Regions from separate parts of the Ovis aries genome. Here regions 1 and 3 are each linked to region 2. Evidence: chromatin contacts called from public Hi-C data. All regions are on one chromosome and are shown on one strand. The core of a region is the stretch at or near the end of the contact, and the rest is flanking DNA. Distances in the headings are between cores, read along the strand shown. Region 1 holds the start of SRSF1 (serine and arginine rich splicing factor 1). Region 2 holds the start of MRPS23 (mitochondrial ribosomal protein S23). Region 3 holds the start of DYNLL2 (dynein light chain LC8-type 2).

What was found. Hi-C and Micro-C count contacts between places; a contact is called where the count stands out from the background.
Region 1: a contact with region 2 is called in a Hi-C map of blood, with 2.9 times the contacts expected there. The contact joins the promoter of SRSF1 here to the promoter of MRPS23 in region 2. A contact is called at or near these places in 11 of 16 Hi-C or Micro-C datasets (blood, hypothalamus, liver and 5 more).
Region 3: a Hi-C map of hypothalamus shows a contact between it and region 2, with 3 times the contacts expected there. The contact joins the promoter of DYNLL2 here to the promoter of MRPS23 in region 2. A contact is called at or near these places in 4 of 16 Hi-C or Micro-C datasets (blood, hypothalamus, omental adipose tissue and 1 more).

The regions. Positions count from the first base shown.
Region 1 is chr11:8,496,337-8,499,673 of ARS-UI_Ramb_v3.0, reverse strand. It overlaps SRSF1 (serine and arginine rich splicing factor 1), which reads left to right and starts at 1,629. Exons shown (of 5, transcript XR_003590770.3): 1 at 1,629-1,931; 2 at 2,345-2,529; 3 at 2,895-3,067; 4 at 3,271-3,337.
Region 2 is chr11:8,349,307-8,352,985 of ARS-UI_Ramb_v3.0, reverse strand. It overlaps MRPS23 (mitochondrial ribosomal protein S23), which reads left to right and starts at 1,809. Exons shown (of 5, transcript XM_004012388.5): 1 at 1,809-1,884; 2 at 2,705-2,875. The coding sequence starts at 1,841.
Region 3 is chr11:8,574,521-8,577,928 of ARS-UI_Ramb_v3.0, reverse strand. DYNLL2 (dynein light chain LC8-type 2) reads right to left here and starts at 1,996. Exons shown (of 3, transcript XM_015098451.4): 1 at 1,735-1,996.

The DNA.
Region 1 (3,337 bases), core at 380-2,879, 150 kb before region 2:
TGTAGATGTAAGACAGAAATCAAACCAATATTATAAACCAATCATCAACCAACTAAAAATAGATAAGTATTTAAAAAATAAAAAGGCAATAGATAAAATATGTCAATGAAGGATGATTTAAAGGACAAAAAAGTACACATACAAAATTTTGTCAACTATCACAGAGATTTTAAGAACTACCAAAGCTCCTCCATGGATCTGGAGCAAAGTAAATCTGTATTTTGGGATTACTGAGAAACATTTACTAGAATATATTCAATCAACTTATAGAACTGAAAGCATGTCATCTTTTTTCTTTTTAATTTCAAAGGCACCTAGATTTCTCCACCTAGTTTTAATAACGTTTTATAGTATCTTTATAAAACTGCCTTACAGCCCTGAGGAGAGGGACTATTACAAATACATACATAAACTGAAGAAAATCATCCTTACCCTTAGGGTGCAGAGCTAGCTGTTTTAGCATATTTATGACTGCAGGTTTGTTGTTTTAATTTGAATTCATCACTAATAATGTAAAGTTCCAGCATTTCATATAAAAAACCAGATTTCAAATAGATATCTCTATAGGAAAAAATGTAGAAGTTCTAATCTCCCTGGACCTGACTAGCAGATCAGTCTTGAGCAGCAACTGTGGTCTCCAGCGGCCACAGCAGTTCTCACAAGTTCATTGGGCTCATTTATATTACTTGAGAGGCCTGCTAATGAGTTCAAAACAAGGAACTTCAGGATTCTGCATACACACACGCAGGCGCGTGTGTTTTTTCTCGTTCTTTGAAAAAGGATGGAGAAGTAACAGGCACCATTCATTCTGCAGCCTTCAATGCACCTTTCCGCTGCGTTGGGCCTAGTAATAGGCGATGAAAAAAGAGAGAGATCTGGGTCCCGGTTGGTACCACCAACGATTGGTCAGAGCAGGAATCGCCGCCACTAACAAACACAAGCAGTGTTGAATGTAGTTATTAAATATATACAAAGCTTGGTGCTGAACCGAAGGTAGAACGGTACTTGATGTAGAATCTAAGGAATCTAAGCTCGGCTCCCCTATATTACACAGTCGTCTAGGCAGCGCACAGGTTCACAGGAGACGAGGCGGAAACACAGTGATGGCTTGCCTCTGCACAGAATCACAGACAACGCCGACTCCCGGACTGGGCGCAGTCTCCTAAGACGCGCCCGTTTCCGGAGCAACCGCCCAGTCCCTCCCCCATTGACTCCGCCCCCGGGGGCGTCTTTCCCGCCCAAGGCCGTTAACCCCGCAGAGCATTGTGGGATAAAGCTATAGGCTAGGTTTCACTAAATCCTTCCAAAGCGCCTTTGCTTTAAGAGACTTATTCCTGGGGAAACTGATTATTCTTTAGGACTCGACAAGATTAATAACCCTCTTTTACAAGGGCTCTGCCCTAAATCTTTACCACAGGGCCGGTCACTTCCTTTGCAAAGCTCTCGGCACCACGGGAACGCGGGAACTTTTTTCCCTTCGCGCGGAGGGTGACGTCGCGCGTGCGCCAGCGTCCCTTTCGCTGCACACCCGTTACGCTCTTGCGCGTGCGCAGTGAGATCGAATAGCTGCTTCCTCCCGCTTCTCTTCTTCCCTCCCCCCCATATCCGTGCGCCGAGCTGATAAAGGCGCCATTTTGGAGGGGCCGCGGGAGACGTGGTGTCGCGGCGGGCTCGCTCTGCCGTTCGCTAGGCTTGGTGGGAAGGCCTGTTCTCGAGTCCGCGCTTTTCGTCGCCGCCATGTCGGGAGGTGGTGTGATTCGTGGCCCGGCAGGGAACAACGACTGCCGCATCTACGTAGGGAACTTACCTCCAGACATCCGAACCAAGGACATTGAGGACGTGTTCTACAAATACGGTGCTATCCGCGACATCGACCTGAAGAATCGCCGCGGAGGACCGCCCTTCGCCTTCGTTGAGTTCGAGGACCCGCGGTGAGGCGGCCAGGGACTTGCGGCCTTGAGGATATAGGTTGGAGTAGTTGGGGAGTGCTCCAAGGCCTTAGAGAGAATGGGGACGTGGGCTCTGAGGTTGGGAGCAAGACGAGTCGGCCGCGCACGAGTGAAGTGAGGAGCCGAGTCGGTGAGGCTTCCCTGGTGACTGGGTCCCCCGGGCGTCTCCGGAGCCGGCTCGCGGGCTCGGAGCGGGAAACTGAGGCGCTGAGGGCTGCTGTAGTGGTCGGGAGCCTGGCGTGCTTCTGGGTGGGGGAGGGGCCGTCCCTATTATGCGGCGCATGTGGGCTCTTCCACCCCGGGTGCGCATGTGCGGGGCGCTGCTGGCTCCCCGACGGAGGTGGCCACCCCTCCCGGCCCTTTTTCTTACCCTTCGGCTTTCTGTAATCACGCAGGGATGCGGAAGACGCGGTGTACGGTCGCGACGGCTATGATTACGATGGATATCGTCTGCGGGTGGAGTTTCCTCGAAGTGGCCGTGGTACAGGCCGAGGCGGCGGCGGGGGTGGAGGTGGCGGGGCTCCCCGGGGCCGCTATGGCCCCCCATCCAGGCGTTCTGAAAACAGAGTGGTTGTCTCTGGTAAGTTGACCGTTCCGCGCGGGTCGATGTCACTTTTGGACAGATCCTACACTTTAAAGTTTTCCTTGCATGCGTAGTTTGACAAATGCTAGCTTTCATGGTAGGTCTTTAAATTATTTCAGTCGCATGGATGAATTTAGTAACCAGGAATTACTGTATTTGAGATTTAACGAATTAGATTGCAGTGTCTAGAATATGAAGATCATTACTTTGTAAATAATTTGGGGCTTTTAATTCTAGAATTTTGAATCATTAACCTAGGATGTTAAAACTAATCATTAATTTTAAAGTAGTCTTGGTTCTAATGTAAATTTTAACTTTAATGTGAAATACTAGGATAATTGTTGAAAAAAACTCTTTTTCAGGACTGCCTCCAAGTGGAAGCTGGCAGGATTTAAAGGATCACATGCGTGAAGCAGGTGATGTATGTTATGCTGATGTTTACCGAGATGGCACTGGTGTCGTGGAGTTTGTACGGAAAGAAGATATGACCTATGCAGTTCGAAAACTGGATAACACTAAGTTTAGATCTCATGAGGTAGGTTATACACTTATTCTTTTTATTGGCCAGAATTGGATACAGTGGTCTTAACTGTGGAATTTGAAGGTAAGATTCAGGCAAGGGTGTCCAAGTAAACCCAGTAAAGTGCCTCTGGTTTAAATTACGTTGTATTCATTCAGCATGCCTGAAGACAGGTGAAAACTTAGATCTTTCAATCGAAAGTTCTGTCTATTCAATAGGGAGAAACTGCCTACATCCGGGTTAAAGTTGATGGGCCCAGAAGTCCAAGTTATGGAAGATCTCGAT
Region 2 (3,679 bases), core at 560-3,059:
GCGCTCTGGAGCCAGGGAGCTGCGATGACTGTGGCCTGAACGCCCTAGAGCCTGTGTCCCACGACAAGAGGAGCCGCAGAATGAGAAGCCCTCATGGCACAACCAGAGCAGCCCCTACTCAGCTGCAACCAGAGAAAGCCACACACCAATGGGGACCCAGCACAGCTGCCCCCACTGCCCCAGAAGACCTCTGTCTTAAAAAAAAAACACCCATGAATATAGACTCTTCACAGGTCAAACTCTGAAGGACACATAAAGAAAAAAAGTCTCTCTTCCCCTCCTGCAGTCTCACTGGAGATCATCAACTTTCACAGCCCATGGGCGCCTTTCCACATAGTCTCTATCTCCATGCAAACACAAACACTGGAAAACGTTCTCCTTGTAGCAGGTTAAAGAGGCTTCTCTGCGAGTTCCTTTTTCATTTTACAGTAAGTCACGGGCATTCGTCTACGGCAATACATGTGGGTCTAGCTCGTTGGTGTTAATAGCTGCATAAGACTCCACAGATTATATGAAGCATAGTTTTCCAGCCATTTCCCATTCGATGGATGGGAGGCTGCATTACAAACAATGCTGCAGCGACGGTCCTTGCACAAATATCCTTGTGAAACTGTGCTTTAATTTCTACAGGATACTTTACGCAAAGTATGATTATTGGGCTAAAAGGTTATCCTGAGAGTGTATTTCCCCCAGATTTTTGAGTTTCCTTCTCGGAATTTGTTTGTTCCGGACACTTTCACTTTTCAAGCTCCAAGGAGCAGCTAGCTAGCGACGCCTCCAGGGGGAGAAGACACTAGCTGTCTGCAGCGACCGGATGCAGGTGGCGCTTCAGGGCCAAAGGGTTTAGTGGGGAGCGCTTAAGGGCAGGAGATGCAGGAAGGAGGCTTGGGCTCCAGAGTGACCCTGGTCTGGTGACGTCCCTCCACGGGGCTCGGTTTCCTTCTGCGTAGACCGTGATATCGTGGCGCGGGTTGGAAAAGAATTTCCAGACATTAGACAGAATGAAAGAAGAATAAAGCTTATTAGAGTGGGAGATGCTGTTAGAACGGCGAGCCAATTCAAGGGAGAACCGACCTTGAATGGGGAGGGGGGTCCTTCAGTTCAGTTCAGGGGGGTCCTTAGTCCACTTTTATAGCCAGGGTACAAGGAGTGCGATAGGGGTCTTGCGGGTCATTTGCTGATTGGATGAGGCTCCTATACTGGATGGGGGAAAGAGTAGGGCAAATGCCTCCCCCCTACGGGGCAGGAGGCGAGACAGGTTATACTGTTCCATTAATAGTTACACCGTGGGCGAGGGGAGGACGATGAGGGTCTGGTTTTTCCGTTCCTGCGTTCCAAGACCCTCCTTGGTTATCTGCTCTTCCGTCCTTGGGTCACCACATGTGACTCCAACCAAAATGAGTCGCAGACGGAGCCTAGAGCTGGTGATCTCTGATCTCTGCCTTATGAATTCCTGGCCTTGTTGGCTCCCTCAGGACCTAGGCTGCCTCTCCCTACTCCCTCCCCATCATCTTCCCTCGTTCCTTGAAGGCAGCGGTGGCCAGAAAGGGTAAAGCGACAATTAACCCCTCCCCTGGATCGGTCATGTATTGCTTTTGCCCGGCTGTGGCTCTCTCCCGCCCTGGCGGCTCGGCTATCGAGTGCTCCTGTCTGAGCCTGGCGAGTAGCCGAGGGTGCGGAGATTCGGCCATCCTTTGCTTCTGCCTGGCCCCGCCCTCCCGTTGAAGCCGCAACCCGGGCACTGCGATCGGTGGCTCGGCCCGCGACTTTCTCCCACTTTACCTGCCGCAGGCGCTTCCGGTTCCGGTACAGGGACAGCGCGGGATCCAAGGCCCCGGGCATGGCGGGGAGTAGGCTGGAAACCGTGGGGAGCGTTTTCACGCGGTGCGTGCTCGGAGCCGGGGGTGTGCCGACGGCGCGAGGGCGTCTCCCCCTTTTACGCCCTTTCTTGGGTGGGTCTGATCCTGGCCAGGCCCCTCTCGTGCTTTGTCCTGCTTCTGAAAAATTGTGCTTGGCTGCGTCACCCCTCGAATTTCTTAGCTCGCACGTTCAAGATCGCACCTTTCCGCTCTCCAAGTGGAAAATGAAGTGAAAGTCGCTCAGTCGTGTCCGACTCTGCGACCCCTTGGACTACACAGTCCATGGAATTCTCCAGGCCAGAATACTGGAGTGCGTTGCGTAGCCTTTCCCTTCTGCAGGGGGTCTTCCCAACCCAGGGATCAAACCTGGGTCTCCCGCATTGCAGGCGATTCTTTACCATCGGAACCACCAGGGAAACCCAAGAATACTGGAATGAGTAGCCTATCCCTTCTCTAGGGGATGTTCCCGACCCACGAATTGAACCGGGGTCTCCTGCATTGCAGGCGGATTCTTTACCAGCCGAGCTCCAAGTGTAGGTCTCTGGGAGAAGTAAGGGAGGATGGGGCTGTTGGGCCTGGCCAGAACAGTCTTTGCATTTTCCTTGATGGGACGTGGGTGAGGCGAGAGGAGTGGAACGCACATGAGAAGGTGGATTAACCCTGAGCACTGTTCGGTTGGTTTGGAGCTTGGAAACATTCTACCATTTAGCGGGTAGAGGACCCCCTACCTGCCCTCCTTCCGGTTGTCTTCTGGACTCCGCGACCCTGCCAGTGTCTCAGGCTGCATCAGGGGCTCAGACAGGCTGTTGTCACTTACTGACCTTTGTTCTTTACCCTTCCTTCAGGACGCGAGACCTGATTCGGGCTGGGGTGCTGAAGGAGAAACCCCTTTGGTTTGACATATATAACGCCTTCCCTCCACTGCGGGAGCCAGTCTTCCGAAGGCCTCGCTTGCGATATGGCAAAGCTAAATCTCCTACCCAGGACATCTTTTACCACGAGGATCAGATTAGAGCGTGAGTGTGGAGCCCATGCGGTGGGCCAGAGGCGGCCCAACTTCAGAAGGAAAGGTTTAGCCAGCAGACTGGCCACTTAAATAGGAATTGAGTAAGGGCTTGCCCTGTGTAGGTGGTCTTGTCCATCTGGCCGGATTAGGGAATCAGTGCCCCTCCCCCAGGACAGAGAAGCAGAAGTTCGGAGTAGAACCTGGTGCCCAGCAGCTGGCCAGCCATCGCAGTTCTAGTTACCTGTTTCTGGGCATCTGTTTGGTCGCTGGCACTGTGTTAAGTCCCTAACAAACATTACTTCATTTAGGTCTTACTCTAACCCTGCAAGATAGGTATCCTCTCCGTTTTAGTCATGAGAACTGTGAGGCTCAAGGAGGTCAACTTGACTGGGAATTCACAGGACAAATCTCTTTCCCTTAAATACTGATGTCAGTTTTTAACATCTGGAATGTTAGGATCAGAGACTGTGTCTAATTGAAATGAATACATATCCCTTATTCTTGCCCCAATTCCTGAATAAGAAAAAAACTTAGAAAGTCATCATATTCTTTATTGAGGTCCAGGCACCCACCTTTCACTCGAGGAACACCATACTGCCCCCCTTGCCCAACACACCTCTGAGGTAGGAGAACAAGTATGTTCTGGCTCTATTTGGAAATTTTCAGAGATCTTTAGGACATTAAATGTTTTTCCAGTACTTTCTGCTCAGGCCCATTCCATTCACTTGGTCGGGATGCTCTCAGGGTTATTTGTATGTTAACATCGTTTGTGCTTCTGCTGTGTACGTGGCAGTGGAACTGGGTGGTGGTCATT
Region 3 (3,408 bases), core at 747-3,246, 220 kb before region 2:
ACAGAGATGAGCTGCAAAATCCTGTCCTCTGTCCTTGACCACAGTCCCTGCAGCAAAAATCTATATCCCCCCTCCCAGGTATTATTCCCCAAAGCACCACTCTGCGATCAGCCCAGTGGGCAAAAGATGCTGCTGTTTCAGCCCTATCTGATACAAAGCTACACAGGAACCTGTCTGCTCAAGGAGAGATCCCTGGTATCATTCCAGGCCACCTTGATCTGAGTCTACACTAACCTGTGGGTTGGATGGGCAGAAAGGGAAGCAGAATTCACGACTACTTCAGCCTGCACCAGATGCAAAGGATGCATACATGCCTGCTGCTAACCAGGCAGCCCTTTAGTGCATCCAGGGCACCTCTGTCTCGCACTGGCAAATTAAGCAGGGCTGGTTCCACTTCAGCAAGTGGCAGAGCAATGGGTTAGTGTCCCAGCGCCCTCTGCTCCCACGCTCCTGAGAGAAAAAATCAAGAGCCTGGAGAGGAGTCTGTGAGTACTACCTGGGGCTGAAGAGGTCAGGAGAATCCAGTTCAAGGCCTAGCCATTATGACCTGAGGCAAATCAGCATCTTTTTTAAAAAATGGTTGAAATAAATGTGGCACCTTCAATGGGTTTGAGCAAAGGTACAACAGCAACACAGAATATTCTAAGGCTCATTAAGTGTGACGAAAACTAGTGTCACCTGGTGGCCTATCCCAGGTTACCACTCAGAAGGGGGCACTGTTTACAAATCCAAGGGTGGGAGTGCGGCCCGGTTAAAGTATGAAATCAGCATCCCTTTTCCCAGCAAGCTAACCTGCTCCACTGCCTCATCCTCAAAAGTCCAAAGGAACAACTTTGTCACAGTGATTAAAAGCTACCTTACCCTCCAGGAGAGCCTGCAGTTACATAATGTTGGTCTTGTGACTACAATGCCACGATTCTTTACCCCTGGCCCCCCAGGCGTCAGAGAGGTGAGGCCTAGCCCCAGCCTCCCCTGTCCAAGGTGCCAGGGAGAAAAAGGGAAGGGAGGGGCCAACGTAGCCCCTCCCCCCGAGGGGCGGGGGGGAAGCTAGGGACCTGGGCCTCCACACTGAAGGATGACCGAGGGCCCCAGGTCAGCTGCCTCAGTCACGAGCCAGGGGCTTCTCTGAAAAGCAAAGAGGGCACTCCAGGACAGCTCCCCCTCCTCTATTCCCAGCCTTGCGACAAAAAGGCCAAGCTTTCGAACGACACGACCCGCCCTCCCCAGCCCCCAACACGCACTACGCTTATATTTCCTCCCTTCGGAACCCCACGGGGCCGTCTCCCTCCACTACCCCATCCTCCAGAGGACTGCAGTCCCGAAGGCCGGCACCTGGGCGATGAGAAAGCATCCTCCCCGCCACCTCCACCCGGCCGGCCGGCCGGCCGCCCTCCCCCGCCAGGCCTGGAGCAGCGCCGGAGTGACGGGGCGTCCTCGCTGCAGGAAGGACGCCCCAGAGGGTGGCGGCGGGAGGAGCCGCGTCACGCCCGAGCCCGCTCCGCCGCTTTCCCTCGGCCCCGACCCCAGGGCCTCCGTGCGCGCAGGAAGATCCCGGGGGGCTGGAGGCCGCACATCGGCAGCCGGTGGCCCCGGCCGCGCCCCGAGATCGCGAGGGTAACGGGGTGGCGCAACCCTGGGCCGGAGAGGCGCCGGAGGCGTCACGCCGAAGCGGGCCTCGCGGCCGAACCTAGCGAGTCGGGCCACCGCCCCGGGGCGCCCCCACCCACCGCTCACCTTCACAGAGGCGAGTTCTCGCGGGGCCCCGGGGGAGCAGCGATGGCCTGAGGCAGAGCGCGGGCAGGGCGGTGTCCCTTCGGCTCCTCCGGCAGCAGCCGCCGCCGCCGCGGTCTCCGGCTCCCGCAGGCCCGGACCGAGCGCTCGCGCCGCCGCCGTCCGCCCTAGAGCTTTCCCGGCCGCCCGCGCTCCGCCTCGCGCCCGCCGACCCGCCTGCTCCGCGTTGGCGCCTCGCAGCTCCGCTCCGCTCCGCTCTGCCGCTGCTCTGCCGACGCGCGATCCCCACTGAAATAGCGCCCCGCCCCCGCCCCCCCGCCGCGCGCGCCGCCGTCCGCGCTCCCCATTGGCTGGGCCCGCCCGGCCCCGCACTGCGGGCTTCTCCCCGCGCCGCTCTCGCCCCACATCTTGTTTCCTCCCACAATGCCTCGGGGCGGAGGGAGGGGGTGGGGAAGGGGAGCGGGAAAGAGTTGGGGGAGGGAGACGTGGCCTTCAGAAGAGAAAAAAGAAGTATGCAGACCCCTCTACCCGGGGCTGGAGAGGCCAGGCCTAAAAAGGAATAAAGAGGCAAGGTTCAAAGTGAGGGAAAAAGAGGGAGGGGCGTCAAGACCCCAATCCTAAGAAGAATAAAAGGAAACAGTGGGATGGAGATTTCAAACGTTGGGAGCAGATGGGAAAGGGGTAGAGACCCTAACCTTTGAAAGAGGAAGGGAAAGAGGTGAAGTCATCAGCTTTAAGGAAAACAGGACTCCTTCCCTCCCCCCAAAACTGTGGGAAGGAGAGGACAGCCAGCGCTAGGGAGAGGTAAAGCCATAAACAGCCCCAGGGCTCGCCTCCCCGCACTTTCTGGGAAGGCCCCTTCCCTCCCGCTCTGTCTTTGTTCCAGAGTCTTAACGCCTCGGGACCTAACCTGCCAGCTGGGACCCCAGCTGCTGTTTAGCTTCGAAAGCTACGGAGGCAAGCCCTACTCACAATTGTGAGAGGGGAGGTTTGTCTTCGGTACACAGGCCAATGAAAAGAGATGAAAGTAAGCCATTTTTGGCCAGTCCGCCCTAACCGTCTGGTTAGATGGGACCGGAGGGAAAGTGAATAGAACCTTCTAGAGGTACAGACCAAAGTACGTCAGGACTGCCAGGACTCTTAAAATTCACCCCATCCATATTCCTCATATCTTATAAACAAGGAACAGAGAAGGGGGAAGCCCTTGCCATACCACCACGGTTCAGGCCCAGACCTGGCCTCTAGGCTGAAAAGTGAGGCTTGTAGGCAGCAGTCCCCCTGGTGTTTGTGGATAGGTGTGTAAAAATACCTCTGCACACTGGGAGAATGCGTGCCTCCAGGCCACCCGCCCACCGCCAAAGGAGAGCGAGAAACAGCTGCTCTTTTCCCGTCCACCTGCTTCGCAAAGGAAATGTCTACTTAAAGGGTTGGTGAAGGTCTTTTGTTGTTATTTAGGCCGTAAGTGGTTTCTGACTCTTTTAACCCCATGGATTGTAGCCAGTCAGGCTCCTCTGTCCGTGGGATTTCCCAGGCAAGAATATTGCAGTGAGTTGCCATTTCCTTCTCCAAGGGATCTTCCCGACCCAGGGATTGAACCGAGTCTGCTACATTGTCAGGCGGATTCTTTACCGCTGAGCTATCAGGGAAAACAAAGTATCTTTATTGGGAGCCAAGCAT